Linked DNA regions of Anas platyrhynchos: region 1 is linked to region 2. The links are chromatin contacts, called in public Hi-C maps. All regions are on one chromosome and are shown on one strand. The core of a region is the stretch at or near the end of the contact, and the rest is flanking DNA. Distances in the headings are between cores, read along the strand shown.

Region 1 (4,118 bases), core at 1,303-3,802, 56 kb after region 2:
ATGTTTTGTCATCCAAGTCCCTCAGATACTCCACTAATTGCAAGAAACATGTTTTTAGTGGCTGAGCTTTCTAACGACCTAAATTCTATACAATTCTTTAGATTTTATTTCTGTCTCCAATTCAGGGTAACCTGAAGTTCTCTACTACATAATAATTTAGGGCCATTTCTTTATCTGTCAAATCTTTGTTGCAATGTGAAAGCCACCTCATGAAGAGAATTGCTTATAAAGTGAAAGGAGTTCCACAAAGGATGTTACTTAACATGGTGGTTTGTATATCTAAGCTCATTTACAGAAAAAAATAAAATAAAAAAGAACCACCTCCTGCTGCCCTTTTTGCTTCTTTTCTACAAGAAAACATGAGCATACAAGCAGGATTGCATTTTGAACAACATGGATCTGTAAAACACTTCTCAGCTCATTATTAATAGGGAGCTTTGTGAACTGCCCCTTTTTCTCTATTTTTTTCAAGCTCCATGTACTTATGTTCCCTCCCTAAGTAAGGAATCAATCCTCTGAAATACTATTCCTTACAACGGGAATGGAGAAAAAGCAAACAAGAAAAAAAGTGTGTTTTCAAGCTCTCCTGCCCCTCTGTTAGAAACTGGCCTTTTTCAACAGCTAGGTCTCAGGCTATCGGCTGAAAAGGAGACCTAGGAATGTGTCTCAAATGATGACTGGCATTCATGAAAATGGGATGACTTCATATTTGCTGTGCTCCCCTGCTACAACAAACTTCTACTGATATTTTATATTTGTGCCTTTTTACTTGCTTCTGCAAAATTCCAGAAATCAGACAGCTCACATTCATGGGACACCAGAAAGAACTGCTTAAGTCTAAGAAAAAATGCATGAAAAAGCTTCTTAAAGAAATAAAGTGCTTTTCCATTTCTTCTGTGTGCCTCAGAGACAGGCACTCTGCTTTCAGATGGTCTCGACAAATTAAAGGACATTACAGGAAGGTAAGAGGAAAATGTCAAGGCTACAGAATTTGCATAGTTAGGAATTCCAGAAAACATTAAAGGGTTCTGGTTCAGAAGGCCACAAAAAATCAACCCAATGCTAAGTCTTTGTTATAAGCCACCTATATAAAAAAAATAAAACAAACAAAAACAATATTCTGCACTCACCTTAATGAAAAAAACATTAACCAATGGTCTTAAAAAAATTAATGGCTAAGAGTGCATTTAAAGACACCAAAACTTCCGTTCACATCCACCACCTTTTTGTGACAGCCCTTTAAAAGCTCTATTTGAGCACAACACTTGGTAAGGGTGGCAATTACAGTACTATAGACGCACTCAATAGGGACAATGAAGACCACCAAGTCACTCAACATTAGACATCTGTTACACAGCCATAACTTTTGCTTGCTACCAACCTGGTCTGAATTCGAACTAGTGAAGAAAGGCTCAGTATCTCACTACAATCCCCTGAGCCATCTAGTCACCCCAAATTTATTAATTTTAAGCTTACCCTTGGAGTTTGATGATCTTTCATTCTGGAACCTAAAAACAATTACCAAAAAAAGCAAAAATGAACAAATGATCAGCCAAATAAGAACACCTACTAATAAAATTTGGAAAACAGTAGCAACACACAAAATTGCAGCTTCCTCTATCCAAACTTATTTAACATGATCTCCAAATTCTAAACGCCGCTAAGCACTCCTGTTTAGGAACTAAATGTGTGATCCAAAATATCCCACTCAAGGCATTCAGCTCTAATAAGTTACATTACACACTATTCTTTGTGCTTGTACAAGCTTCATAAGTAGCCTGACATCAACAAAAAATATGTTATTATTGTTAAAAGGCTCACTTCACCTCTGTCACATTTTGACTTATTGTAATCTCAGATATTGGGCCTTCTACCTTATTTTCTGCTTTAATGGAATTCCTCCCTGTCTCGGGGTCTGTTATTTCTGACCATCCCCACACACGGTGTGCACATACTGAAACTGCATAGTTCAGTGCAGACTATGGACTGAGCAGACTCAAGTCAGCTCAAGTCTGGAAGCAATATATCTTCAATTGTATGGTTCCACATCCAATTTAACAAGCTGTTTGAAGAGCCTTCATGCACAGCTTGAAGCAAATAAAGCTACCCTGCTCTCTTACACACAAGTTATAAAGTCCACATAGTGTTATGCTGTGGTGTGGCAGCTTAGAGATGTCTGTACCACATTCCATCCCACAGCATTGATGTGCTTTTTGCCGACCTAGCAGGCCTGACCAGACTTTACACCTTCAAGTCATTTTGAGATCTGGTGAACAGACCAGTTTCTGAAACAAAGCATTGCTATCCTTTGCTCCTGGCTTTTAAAATTAAGTATAAGAAAAAACAGGACTGATTAAAACAAGAGGTCCTCATTCAAATTGCTCTTATTTTAGCCTTCATCTAACCCACGGAAATCATTAGGCAGATTTTGCTTCTTCGAATTCGTATTCTGAGCATATTTACTATATGCACCATCCTGTAACTTACTCCACAGAGTCTTCGAAATCTGTTTGCTCTTTTAGTCCTAACCTTCAGCTTGGCAACTGCGTAAACTCAGATCTTAAAACAACAATATTTATCTTACAGATGAAACACTCTTACTTGGGAAACCCAGGGCTGTTTATTATAAGCTAAAACTTCTTTTTTTTTTTTTACTACAGATTCTCCACAGTCTATGAAACAAATGCCATTATATACAATTTCTCAGTAATTACTTTTAACTATGTAATTGTGAAATCTAAAATAAATAAAATCAATGCAGAATATTAGATGCTACTTACAACTAGTATACATATAAAGCAGAGCAAGCAGATCCTCAAAAGCCATAACAGCTAAGCCGGCAATTACAACAGAGAGAAGTTCTGAAGGACAGGCTGTTAAGAAACAAGATATTGTATCATACGACACAAGTAAAAACACAAACTTTTCAGATATAAATACTAAAATAAGTAAGCCTGATAAAACCAGAAGTGACTAATTTCTTTTGAGCCCCTCCCAAAGCTACTTTTACAACTTTTTTTTTTTGGCTCTATGGTCTTTAATGACACTAAGGCATTTATTAATTTATCCTGGTAACACTTCAGCTGTAGTATTCAACTGACATTCACTGTGATTAATTACATTATTTACATTTTATATTTAACTTTTATCTTTGACCCCATTTTTTTTTCCAACAATAGCATTAGATTACAAAATACAGTAGTGTTATTAATAGAACATGGTAAAAAAAAAAAAAAAAAAAAAAAAGGGGGTCTACATTTCCACACATGCCCCCCTCCATTTTTTCCCCTTTACAAGGAAGAAGAACATAAGAATAGCTCTGATTCAAGTACACTACAAATAACAGGAATGCTCTCAAGTTTACAGAGCAGAAATTGGCTATTACAAGCTACCTGGAGTCCATTCCAGAAACTCCCTTGTTCTCTGATCCTTGTAAACCACCCATTTTTCCAGGGCCTTGAAGTCATTGCAGCTCCCTGTGAGCTGACCGTAGGATAACCTACTGATACTTAAGGGTCCCAGACCTAAAATTCCAGAGATAGAGCTAACATCTACCTTCTATGAGCTGTAAAAAAAAATCCTCAATGAAAAGAGAGGGTGATTTTCTATTTGAGAACACAAACACATACTCCATTTTGGATCATGTTAGAAGGTAACACTTTACCAGAAATCTTGTGTATTTCACTATTACATACTACTTGACAACACTTATGTGCCCCTTACAAATCAGGGCTCTACTGAAAGGTCCATAATTTCACTCAAAGCAGAGAAACCTTCAGAAACCATTGCAAGGAGAAACACTTCCTTAAATCCCAAATCAAATAAATTAATAAAATGAAAATGTCTTTAAGAAGCAATAAATTGGACATCCAAATGCTTAGATGAACCGCAGTATGTATGCTACAACTAAATACGCTGCCAAGGATGGCTACTCCTAAGTTCACCCTTTTCTCTGTTACTACTTCCAGATATGCCTTCTTAAGCTGTTTCAGTGATATCCAACTCCCAGCAATTCAGTTGTCATTTGCATACAGACAGAGATTAACAAGGAATTTCTGATTTATTCATTGAACACTAGAAAACAATTATGTTTCTATTTGGGATTTATTTTGTACTTT
Region 2 (4,312 bases), core at 1,043-3,542:
CTAAGTATGTCACATTGACATACATAACTATTAACTCATTTTCTCTTTCACTGCATTCATGGCCAAAGGGCATAGGAAGTAACCATGAGCACTGTCTCACAAGAATAAAGGGTAAAAGGGTCAGGCATTGGAAATTTCCTTATAAAAAGGTGGCTTCTCTTTTCACTCCACTGCAGTCAATGTCTTTCCATTTGAGAACAGAATTTTACATGCAAGTAGCATGTGCTATGAACCATCTAGCATCTGCTATGTGGTGCAGATACAAGCTTATCTGAAGTGTTCTTTGATGGTAAAAGAGAAATTTAAGACATAGCTTTCCTTATCCATGCAACAACTGTCATCTTTTGGGGAGTTTTTAATCTCATTTATTCTGTTCAGTTGCTGGCACTCACTGATAGTCCGTGGAATAAAGCAGTTTGTAGGGTGCAAGCCGAGCTGTAGCAGTGGAGATTTCTGTAATACCATGTAAAATGTTGCTTATTCCAAGCACCTACAAACCACTTATTTGTTAAGTTGGAAAAAAAAAAAAAAAAAAGAAGAAGAGAGAGAGAGAAAACAGTAAAAATTATGTCCTGAATTATCTCTTGCATATCTCTTCCTCTGTGTCTGGTGGAACTGTTTTGGAAAGATTTGTCTCTGCTGATATGAATTAAACATTCGACCTTAGTCGTCAGAAAAGCCTAGGTACACTTTCCCTCAACCTGCTTGAGCTTTTTCATGACTTATTTTGCATTTTTCGTCTACTGGCACAATACTGCCTATCCAACTCTGTGATACTCAGGAACCTACTATAAAATCTGCAGAAAGACACTTGAATTAGTTTGAATGAATACGGCCTATTCTGTTGAACTTTACAGTATTTTCTCTACAAGTTCTATTAAAAAAACAAAATTAAAGCTGATGGTGTCTAGCCTGGATTGGTTTTTGTTTTTGTTTTTGCTTTGGTTTGTTGTTTGACATCTGGATTTTTTGTGATACTATTCACTTTTTCCCAAAATTTGATATCTTTAGTAGTTTGTTATTTTGTTTTGTTTTGTTTTGTTTTTTTAAAAAAAGGGCATCAGTGAACTACAAAGCCAAGTATACAAAATTTTAGGATTTTTCTGTCTGTTCCTGTCTGGGTTTTACTGTTCTCTGTGTATTATTCAAACAGAAGCTAGTTTCTATGAATGCTGTTCTCCTTGCCTGCACTACATGTTTTTCTCCTTCATTCCCCACATACAGAGCTGGGTAGTGATCGAAAACTGCAGATGCATGATGTGAACTCACCTTGATCACATTACTACACATTTACAGTTGTCTCAGTAGCCAGTGTGTGTCTGGCTTCTTGTAAGGATGAGGAGGAGCAGAGGAGGTCGGTGTGGTGGATGGCGTGCAGTTCCTGCTAGAGTGCAGCTGGGAAGGATGCCCTCTCGTTAGGCTGTGAGCTGTCCTGGCATCTGCAGCACATCTCCTTTCTGTTTGGGCAGGTCTGTTCGGAGCTAGCCTGAAGAGGTGCTCACCTGCTGTATCTTCGGAAATAAGATTTTGATGTGCAGCTTGTTTCTGAAAAGTAACTGCCTAAAAGTGGCTTTGCAGTGTAGAAATAATGTGTCTGTTATTTCTTTGCTGCTGTATCTCCATTAGTGAGTCAAAGGATGGTTCCTAATGGCTTCTGCTAGTGGCATGCTTTGTCTGCTGCCCTGTAAAATGCCTTCTGACCGTTACTAGCAAAGACTCCACTGTCAAAGTAGGAACGGTACCGTCAGCAGGGTACACCCTCACCTTACTCTCCTGGGAGCTTTTACTTATGCACTTACTATAAACTTATTTCTGGTCACCAAAAAGGCAAACCTAACTCCTGGTCCTGCGGGGGTTGACCATGCCTGGTAGGTACGGCCTCACCCAGTCACTCCCCTGACAGCGGGATGAGGGAGAGAACCAGAAAGGGTGAAAGTGAGGACAAAAACGTGTGTAGGTTGGGACAAAAGTGGTTTAATAAGTGACAGGATAAAAACAAGAAACAAGCGAAGCAAAATTACTCACTCACCACCAACAAACCCATGCCTAGCTAGGCCCTGAGCTGCGGCTGCTTTGGAAACCCATCCCCAGTTTTACTGCTGAGCGTGACACCGTATGGTATGAGATATCTCCTCGGCCTGCTGGGGCCAGCTGTCGTGGCCCTGTCCCCTGACACCTCTTGTGCCCCCCCAGTGGGGCACTCCTCGCCCTGGGGCACAGAGGGAGGAACAGAAGGCCTTGGCATTGTGCAAGCACTGCTCAGCAACCACTAATCACCAGTGCGTTATCGACACTGTTTGGGTCACCAGTTTCAAACACAGCACCATACAGGCTGCTGCGAAGAAAGCAGCCATCCCACTACACATCTGAAAGGGCGCATGTCTTTAAACAAACAAACAAAGCTCTTGTTTTATTGTATGGCTGAGCTTTCTGAAGGTCACCGTTCTGCAAAATGCTCCGGGACACTTTTGCATAGAGAGGTGGTGGGTTGGAGTACAGCCTGCTTAGATAGAGAGCCTCCAGAGAGCGCAGTGGGTGTTAGTTTTTGTGCTTCACCATGAAATGGCATCCTGCATTAGTGGAAGGGGAGGTTTATAGTACATGCTGTGACTGTTGTGCTCTTTCTAAAACTGCTGATTAAAAGTATGTATTATTAATGTTGTCTGTAGGTTCATTCCAGTCTCAGAAAAAGAACTTATTCCACAAAATTGTCAGCAAATATAAGCACAAAAAGGAGAAGCTTAATGTTCCGGACACAGGTACTGGTGCATTACTTAGTTAAGGTTTTGGTCCGCCTGCTCTCTGAATTCAGTCTCGGGTGATGCTTCTAGGCAGAGGCTACCTGACTCTCTAGCCTTTGACTGCTTTGGTCCCTTATTTCCCTGTCTGCTTTGACTCCATTAGCTCCTGGCTCCGGTTGGTCATACTGCCTTACTCGAGTACAATGCTGTTTCTCTGTTCCTTGGTATCTCCCTTGATTACAGTTTCTCTGCTCCAGACTCTGCAGCAGAGCTGACAAAGCAAGTGCAGTTCTGCAGTTGGCCCTGAACTTTATCTTCCACTGCTTGTAGCTCTCTAGTCCTTCGGTTGCTCTTATCTCCATCCCTTCCCTATTGGAGGCAGTACTGTTTACCCCTTGGTCATATTTTTGTTGCTTGCTCCTCTCCCTCTGATTTCCATCTGTCTGGAGCTCTGCAGACTGCAGCTGGTCAGAACATGAGAGCTGGTTTCTGCACTGGTTCTCAGGAGTACTCCTGCCATCCTTGAACCAACCCTCCCTCTGTAGAAACCTTAACCAGCTGCCCGTTTGCCTCTGATTGAAGATAACATCTACAGGATTTTCTTGTTTTAAGTTCTGCCTCAGATCTGCTCCGCCCTCTACGCTGCCGGTAGTGCTCTGACGTCTTTCTCTTGTTAGAGCACTCTGGTCCTGCATACCCATACACTCACAAGTCCCAGCGTTGTTTTCAAATGTACAGTATGTACAGGATTATAACTTAGCCTGGTTTCCTGGGCCTTTTTTTTTCCTCCTTTCCACCCCCTAGTCATCTTTTCCATGCTATCCAGATCATCCACAGTGGAGTTCTCTCCTACATCGTCCCTGAGATATAGCAGAGCCTCTCTGCTTGTTCTTACTTAAGTAGCTCCATGAATTTCTTCCTTTTAATCCCATCCATGTCTGTCTCTTTTTAAGATAATAAAATGACAATCTGTATCTCCAGTTCCCCCAGCTACCTTTATGCTCAATCCTTTTCCCTGAGGCTTGATCCATGTCATTTCTTCTCCTTTCCTGATGCTGTGTTTTGTATCCTCCGTGGTACACTTGCACTGTTTTTCCTCATAGCTTCTGTCAGCTGTGCTACATTCAACAAGGCAAATATTTATAAATTACATACTCTTTTTTGTTGGTTTTGTAAAACAAACGTGTTGCTAGAGTTGCTCATGAGAAGTAACTGTTGTGCTTCCACGCCAGAGTGAAGAAGACATCACACATTAGCATAGTTCTTACTGGGTGCCATTCAGAATCCTGTGTGCCCGAATTATTAATTGACCATGGAGAGAAATTAATATGAATAAATAAAAATTTAAAAACAGTGTTTAAACTCTCCTATAGGAAAAGAAACAGCATTTAAGACAAGATTGAGTAAAAAATATTTATATTTTAAAATCTGTAGATACAATATGAAGCTAAGCAAAATGATTAAAAAAAAATTTTAAAAACAGCCTGTTTTGATACAAAGTGAAGCATTCACTATGATCAAAGATTCAAGCCTGACAAGTGTTGAATACCCTGGCCTTACTCCAACACAAC

The links. Hi-C and Micro-C count contacts between places; a contact is called where the count stands out from the background.
Region 1: a contact with region 2 is called in a Hi-C map of skeletal muscle, with 3 times the contacts expected there. The contact joins two enhancer-like sites. A contact is called at or near these places in 3 of 8 Hi-C or Micro-C datasets (F5 follicle, skeletal muscle and small yellow follicle).

What each region holds. Positions count from the first base shown.
Region 1 is chr1:92,237,114-92,241,231 of IASCAAS_PekinDuck_T2T, forward strand. CD47 (CD47 molecule) reads right to left here. Exons shown (of 12, transcript XR_011803744.1): 8 at 2,781-2,873; 9 at 1,477-1,508. Among named protein-coding and RNA genes, the nearest start is that of CD47, 13 kb to the right of the region's middle. Within about 2 kb of position 2,553, at least 4 of the 8 cell types and tissues checked have an H3K27ac peak or open chromatin away from gene starts, as enhancers often do. A contact at or near this core is called in F5 follicle, where this site is marked.
Region 2 is chr1:92,180,904-92,185,215 of IASCAAS_PekinDuck_T2T, forward strand. It overlaps BBX (BBX high mobility group box domain containing), which reads left to right. Exons shown (of 16, transcript XM_027449484.3): 13 at 2,670-2,759. Among named protein-coding and RNA genes, the nearest start is that of CD47, 69 kb to the right of the region's middle. Within about 2 kb of position 2,293, at least 5 of the 8 cell types and tissues checked have an H3K27ac peak or open chromatin away from gene starts, as enhancers often do. A contact at or near this core is called in F5 follicle, where this site is marked.